Regions from separate parts of the Capsicum annuum genome. Here region 2 is linked to region 1. The links are chromatin contacts, called in public Hi-C maps. All regions are on one chromosome and are shown on one strand. Each heading gives the region's core, a stretch centred on a gene start, on an enhancer-like site or on the middle of the called end of the contact. The rest is flanking DNA. Distances are from core to core; before and after follow the strand shown. Region 1 overlaps LOC107873586 (transcription initiation factor TFIID subunit 15b). Region 2 overlaps LOC107873585 (probable protein phosphatase 2C 26).

The links. A called contact is a pair of places that touch in the nucleus more often than the background predicts.
Region 2: a Hi-C map of leaf shows a contact between it and region 1, with 2.3 times the contacts expected there. The contact joins two enhancer-like sites. A contact is called at or near these places in 2 of 5 Hi-C or Micro-C datasets (leaf and pericarp).

What each region holds. Positions count from the first base shown.
Region 1 is chr6:5,973,263-5,977,114 of UCD10Xv1.1, forward strand. It overlaps LOC107873586 (transcription initiation factor TFIID subunit 15b), which reads right to left. Exons shown (of 7, transcript XR_001675440.2): 6 at 3,513-3,717; 7 at 2,468-3,412. Among protein-coding and RNA genes, the nearest start is that of LOC107873586, 7.9 kb to the right of the region's middle. Within about 2 kb of position 2,474, at least 3 of the 5 cell types and tissues checked have an H3K27ac peak or open chromatin away from gene starts, as enhancers often do. A contact at or near this core is called in leaf, where this site is marked.
Region 2 is chr6:6,049,693-6,053,792 of UCD10Xv1.1, forward strand. It overlaps LOC107873585 (probable protein phosphatase 2C 26), which reads right to left. Exons shown (of 11, transcript XM_016720489.2): 9 at 4,095-4,100; 10 at 3,942-3,990; 11 at 3,448-3,854. The coding sequence ends at 3,802. Among protein-coding and RNA genes, the nearest start is that of LOC107873585, 8.8 kb to the right of the region's middle. Within about 2 kb of position 1,964, at least 1 of the 5 cell types and tissues checked has an H3K27ac peak or open chromatin away from gene starts, as enhancers often do. A contact at or near this core is called in leaf, where this site is marked.

The sequences.
Region 1 (3,852 bases), core at 1,224-3,723:
CTTAATTTTACGTCTTATATTTTATTTTTGTTTCGACTATGTTAATCCGTTGGCATAATATTTCATGCGCAAAGACGAAGGTCTTGCAATTAATCTGAAACCTCTATATACTAGTTCAACAATACTAATTATATTTGAGATGGCAAAAAATTTTTGTTGTAAAAAAAGTGTACAAAATCAAAGAAGGGTATTTTTATAAATAAACATTTCTTTTATAGAAATTATGTAAGATGTATTATTTCTTATATATCAAACCAAATAATGTATAAGAAATAATACATGCATAACTAATACAATCAAACCAAACAATGTATAAGAAATAATACAAGGATTACTAATACACTATATTTTGCATTAATCTTATACACTCTACCAAACGACCCCTAAGGGAAAACAACATTGTGTAATACTTTTTAATATAAATAACTCAAGTTTGATTTTTTTAAAAAAAATGGTCATATACTATTTTCACTTGCCATTTTTTAATTTGAGTCATTTTGACCCATGTAGTTAAGATATAATCCATATACAATACCCATATAGTTTTTAAAAAATATATCAATTTTTTTTTGCTATTAATTTTTTAACTGAAAAAATATTCTATTTTTTTTGTTATTGTTTAGAAATAATAATTAAATATAATTATATAAAAATGGTATAATTGTTATATAGAATATGTATCTAGATAATATATATGTAAAGAAATTGTATAGTTCTATCAAATATGTATATATATAGTATATAGAAAATGTATAAAATTATATAATTATTGTATAAAATGAATTAAAAAAAAGTACAATAATTGCATAAATTTATGTATCGAAACTGTATAATTTTCATATAAAATATTTACATGTATAAGATATGTATAAAAACTGTATAAAAGGTATATAAAAAGGATATAAAACAAGCCAGCAAATTGAAATGACTAGAAAGTAAAATTTAAATTTCATGATCATTTTTGTAAAAATAATTTAATTTAAAATGTCATTTTTGCTCTTTCCCCTTACATTAATAGATGGGTGCACTGGCGAATAATTGAATAATTAACTTCTCCGATTAGAGGAAGGGATAGTTACATAAATAGTAGTATAGTATAAAGGTATCATTACATTAAATAATAGTACTAGCTTTAACTTTATTATGGATTATAGCCTGCTTTATTTTTTTGGAAAAAAAAAAAAGAACTGATAACTTAGATTATAGCCTACTCTATCCCGACGTGAATCCAGCTTTACCTATGGACGGAATAGTGAGGTTCATCCGAACTTTCTTCGACGAAAAATTATATTATTTATACAAAGTTATAATTATTTTTCATGTATATATAGTAGACGTTTAACCCTCTTCGACTAATTCTTTTATTCACATTTTTTTTATTTTAAACCCCCTTGATTAAGATGTTGGCTCCATCATTGATGTTACTCCGACAAAATCGACATAAACTCGGGTGAATCAGACCCATAAACCACTGGATCGCTGTCGGACCATGGTGGGTCTGATGGTGGTTTGGTGGGGGAGATCCCCCGGAGAAAAAGAGGTGAAATTCTTAAAAATTGTATTAAAATTGTACATAAACAACCCTTATAATACGATTTGAATTCAATTTTATACTACCTTGTTTTGAATTCAACAGCAGTTATTTCACAACAAATATAATAGGCTTCTAGTAATGCAAACCACTTTAAATTGTAATGGAAACTTTAAAACTCATATATAATACTCATAATATATTTGTATTAAAAATATTTTAGTTATGTATATTCATCACGTATACTAAAAATATATATATAACACATAATACATTAAATTTGAAATGTACTACAATTATATTTTACTTTTTTCTCTTATTAATAGCGCTAACTAAAAACGTAATACAACTAAATTTCAGTCAATTAAATGGTATTCAAATTGGTTTATATGCTTCTATAATCCAGCGGTATTAGAAATGTATTATACATGTATTTGACTATATTTGGTAATAAAAGGCGGACGATAATCCGTAAAGTGAAAGATAATAATACCACAATTCGTTAATAAGGCTATATGTTATACATTTATTAAAATTGATCGTAAATGATCCTTTTTGTTTTTTTTAACACAGATCACTAATAATCCCTCTCTGACTTGTGTTTTTTTTTTTAATCATACCCTAACCACCATTAGATTTAAATGATTTCATCTCTCATCCATCTGGTGCACAGGAGGGGGGATATCTCAATTCACTTTGGTTTAAAGATTAAATCAATTTGCACCAAATCCAAAGATTAACTAGATCGTATTAAGTGTTGATCTTGCATCATAGACAACACTACTACAGAATCAAGAAATCGACAAAGGAGTAGATGGACAATAATAAGCATTTAGATTTTTGACCACTCGTCGCAACTTCATAGTGAAAGACTAATGTGGAAATAATGCTACCCTAAAAGTAAAACAAACAGTAAAATTGATTTCCAACAGCATATAGGAGCTCAATGCTAGAGTAGCACTTATTATTTATTACTATTTCATAAAGGTTTGTCAAAGTCGATAATATCACACAACCGTACTACAATGAAAATCACGATAGCAGAAAGTTTGTCTGGACTGCCAGACGTTTCAAGACCCCCCGGAAAAAAATACTTCATCATTGTAATTCTCACTTGCTTTGCCATAGGAAAGGAGAAAAATAGTCTGCTCCTATTTCGTTGACCAATCTCCAAAGATCGAATTGGCCACTAATCATACAACCATCTCAGATAGGCTCCTATAGCTGGGGACATTCAATAGCACAGCTTGGTTCATGTTTCTTCAAAGGCTACCCAGGTCGTTGATTCGCTCAAGACGCTGTGTAGGTGCCCTTGGGAAAATCATACAACTCTTCTCTAGCTAAACGTCTTAATAAGATAGACAAAGCTATAACATCCTATATTTTCTGTACACACCATAAGTTTCCAAGTCAATACCCATGTAACTACGGAAAGCTTGATCAACGAACATTCCATCCCCCATTCTCGAAATTCTTACACTCCACCCTGAACTTCTAAAAGTAGCAAAATTAAACACACTGATTCTTCTCTAGAACACACAGGATTGAGGACCCAGCTCGAGCAAAATCTCAAAAGATATAAGATCCTTTACACTGACTAAAATAGACCGACTCCAGACTAGATGTTCTAACATGGACACTAGCCAGTAACAGTAGTAATGAGAACCTAGCTTGAAACTTTTATGTGCCGCTCCATCTAGATGCACCTAAAATATCAAATTTGGCATCATGTGAAGATGCCCAGTGTGTGCAAGCGCGCACATTTTAAAGCAGTATTAACCAGCTTGAATTAATGGAGCAGTTTAGATATTTCAAAGAAGCAACTCACCTGAACATTTCAAACCTACCTTAGCAGCATTTTGAAGAACCATCCATTTGCATCTATAAAAACATTCACACAGTTCATATTATTTGACCCCTCCAAGTAGTAGCAGACAGCAAGGAGAAAAAGGGTATTGCTCAGAGTAAGTGAACGACCTACCTTTTAGTCTCCAGCTAAGGGAGTATATCATGGAATGGAACTAATTAAAAAAAACCTCCCAACACTTATTTTTAGTACATAGATAGATTGCCCGGCTGAAATTCAGTAGGGACGTGAACGATTTCCACCGTGAAAGTTTCTGTCTGGACCAGAACCATAGTTACCTCTGCGCCTGTCACCGCCATAACCGCCTCGACCACCGCCCCTACAACCAATCAAAGAAGTCAGCATAAATAATCCCCATGACCATTCTACTTAGAGATATTTTACTCTCTAGGTGGACAAACTATTCACTCGAGAGTTCAAAATAAACATTTAATTACCAGCCCTTATCTAGCCA
Region 2 (4,100 bases), core at 714-3,213, 76 kb after region 1:
ACTATTCTAAATTCCATTTCTGAGGATGTAATTGCAAATATCACAACGATAATATACATAGTGTAGTCCTACAAAGTGGGATCTAGAGAACGTAGAGTGAACTCAAGCCTTACTTAGAGGTAGAGAGTTTTTTTTCGATAACCTTCGGTTCAAGAAAAAAATCTCACAATAACCCTAAAAGAGAAATAATGGCAGTACAAGTAACAACAAATCAGCATATAATTGCTGCATTTTTGGTAGAGGCACCTAAGAAAAATCTTTGGCATGTCCCTAGAGGTTATTTGGTTCAATTCTAATTTTAGCGGAGGAAAAATACTATGTGATTTTTTTCTATTTGTCCCTTTTTTCTCTAAACAAAGTAATTTGATACTTCTGTCGACGAAAAGTATCAGGTATCCCATAAAATTAGCTGAGACATGTGTTGTTAACTTGTTATCGACTGTGGAAACAAAAAGTGAACTGGAAAACCTAGACAGTAATGTTTAAACAGAAATACTTTTGAGACAATAGAACTCATTGTGTTTCCTTAGGAAATTTAATTCCCTCACAGTATCCTAGTTATTAGATTAATTATTTCTTCCCAGAATAGAACAGAATTGACCGTGCCCTTGAGAAATTTAATCCCCTCACAATACTCCAGGTAAAATATTATAGTAAAACAACATAACAATGTAATCTCGCAAAGTAAAGTCTAGAGAGGATAAATGTACGTAGACCTTGCCTACCTTGAAGGTAGAGAGGCAATAAATGTATAGTAACATAATGAAATTTCATTCCTCACAAATATATACTTCCTCCGTTTAAAAAAGAATGACCTAGTTTGACTTGACACGGAATTTAAGAAAATAAAGAAGACTTTTGAATTTCGTGGTCCTAAATTAAAGTTAAATCAAATATACCAAAATGTCCTCTAATCTTGTGGTCTTAAACATGTCATGTGGAAAGTTGAAATTAAAGTATTGACAAAAAAGAAAAGAGTTCATTATCAAAAAGAAAAGTAGGTTATTTATTTTTAAACGGAGGGAGTACTATCATATCATCCAAAAGATATCACTCTCGTTGTTGAAAATGCTTCAATACGCATATAATAAACATACACAGATTGAAAAAGAAAAAAACTGTGATATAATTTGGGATGAGAAGTAAAACTTTAGAGAATCCACTACTGAAAAAAAAGTTATTGCGACCACCAAAAGTGACCCCAGATGGTGGTCGCGAAAAAAGCATCACTTGTGATCGTTCTTTTTTTTTTTTCATTTTTTTAAAAATAATTAATGAAAAAAAAATTAATGAAAAACCGACCACATGAAGTAGTAAAGTCTTAGACCCTAGACCCAAATTTATTGACAAGTTGAGTTGCGACAATAGGTCGCCTTCCATTAAACAAAATTCTGCATAAGCAATTGGTAGTCTGACAGAGGTGACCAAAAACAAACTAAACAAGATCATCCATCTTGTGTTAGTTACACATCAATTGATTTAACTAGAGCTGATTAGGTCCAAATGAATTGTTTCAGTTGTGCTGCATCCAGCAATGCTTAAATTATGAGTATGCTTTTCAAATTTTACGTGCACTTTGTATCTCATGCAGATTGAGAATTATAAAAGCACTTTGTTAAAACTTTGTTAAAAGACTTTGGAGAAAAGTATCTCCAAAATTTTATCCAGAAATAATATAGCAGTTTACTTTATTTGATGCATGTAGGAAGCCTTAGAGTAACTGATAAAGTTGTTGTCATGTGACCAGGACCAGGAGGTCACGGGTTTAAGCCTTGGAAACAATCTTTGACAGAAATGTAAAGTAAGACTGCATATAATACACCCTTGAGTTTTATACTCGCTTTTATATAGGGGATTAGTCATCTCCTTTTGTAGATGTTAGTCGATTGGACGAACGACGTTAAATTATTGCGTCTCTTTTGGTGTATTTCTCGTTTGTCTTCTTATTTGGAGTCTTTCGAGGTTTGCTTTGCTAGCGTCCGCATGACACCCACTGGCAGACTTATAATTTAGGAGTCGTGGGTGGTCGTGAGGTTCAAATACATATATTGACACCCAAAGCTTTAAGGTTCCGCATGGAAATCAAAGCAACCAACTATCTTCTTGGTTTCACGTGCACTTTCTTCCATGTTCTACCAATTTTTATACATTTCTTATATAATTATATCTATTCTGCACCAGGTTTAACCGATGCCGGAGCACCACAATTTTCAACCTAGGTCCACCCCTGATATCCATCTACAAGATGTCAGTGTTTGGAGCAACATCTGTTCTTTGAGGCCTGTCTTTTCCCAACATATTGGTTTCAAACAAGGTAATGGTAGGAAGATCTCTTTTGGCAAAGACAAATGGTTGGGACATCCATCTCCCAAAGAACTATTCCCCACTGTACACGACCTAGTTCATAACAGCGAACGCACAGTCGCACAATACAGGGATGGTAACAATATTGGAACACAGTTTTCGAAAGGGATATCAATAATTGGGAGCTTGGTAAAATTGCAGATTTCTATAGTACACTAGTGAAGACCTATTGATAAAGGAACACAGCAAGAGCATATTTACAGTAAAGATATATTATAGTTTGGTCACGAGGGAGTCATATCAGCAACATTTTGGTTTCTGTAAACAAGTTTGGAACTCTAAAGCACCAACGAAACTGCAATGCTTTTATGATTGGCACATGCTAATCTACAACAGGTGCTTTATCTGCAAAGAAGGAGAAGAGTATGTTTACCATTTACTTCTACATTGTACTATCACTACGCAACTGTGGCAGTTTCTCTTTTAACTTTTTGTGCATCAAAATGGGTAACTGCCAGGTACCACATCAGATTTAAGCTCCTGTTTGGTTTGGACATGCATTTAAGCTCCCGTTTGGCCAAACGCTAGCTTACTGTCATGTTGGAACACAAAAGGTCTTTCACAGCAGATCAAGACTTCATGGAATGGAGTACAAGTCGCCATCTGTTGGTGTGTTTGGAAAGAGAGAAAATCTTGAAGATCAAGTCAGATTGCGGTTTGTGGATATTTTTTTTGGTGTAAAAAGGAATGGATAGATGATATTGAAACACTGTTACAGTTCATTGAATCTTTTGTACAGATAGCCAGGATAGTTGAAGGGGAGCCTTGGAGTAACTGGTACCATGTGACTAGGAGGTCACGGGTTCAAGCCTTGGAAACAACCTTTGACAGAAATGCAAGGTAAGGCGGCGTACAATACACCCTTGTGGTAAGTCCTTTCCCTGGACCCTGCGCATAGCGGGAGCTTTGGTGCACCGGGCTGCCCCCCTTTTTTTAGCCAGGATAGTTCTTTTTCTCTTCTCTTTTGTTCCTTTTTGCTGACCTTTGGATGTAACTGCAGCACCTTCATGGTGCTGAAATTTTAACATCTATAATATTTATCATTTCAAAAGAAAAAATACATGCAGGTGTATAATATCCATATGGTGATTAAGAGCCTTTCAATAGAGACTGCAAGTGTTTAACAAGTTAGCCAGATTTTCATGGTTGTATTTTGTGAACAATGAAGAATTTAAATCGTCCCAAGTGTCAGACAGAATTTTGTGTCAAATATTGTCTTACGACAGACACCTTGAAATAATGCAATACAGAATAATGATCTGAGTGTCATTTGAAGCTGTTATCTTCTTACCTCATCCTTCAACTCCATAGTTCAAAACACCATCCAATTGCCCAAACATTCAGGAGAGGGGACCCTGCCAAAGTCTTGGTACCAAAGATATATGACTTGTTCATGAGCCTTTTGTTTTCTTTTAGTGGCGTCCAGGCCAAACTTGGTCACGAGTCTTTCACCTTTCCAACAACGACTGTAATATCATCGAGCTTTCCTCCTGTTCAAGGTTACAGAAACCTTGTCAAGCATGTTTATCAAGAAAATAGCAGAAAGATTAGTAGAAAAAGGTTCATGCTAGTCATGCCTGTTAACTTCATTCCAAAAACTTTCTTCCACCAAGGAACTTCAAATCCCTGATTATCAAAGTAATGCTATAAGTAAGCATCATCGTATACCGTGAAAGATAATGCCTTTTGAGGACAATCGATATACATATTGAATCAGACTAAAAATTTACCCTTGC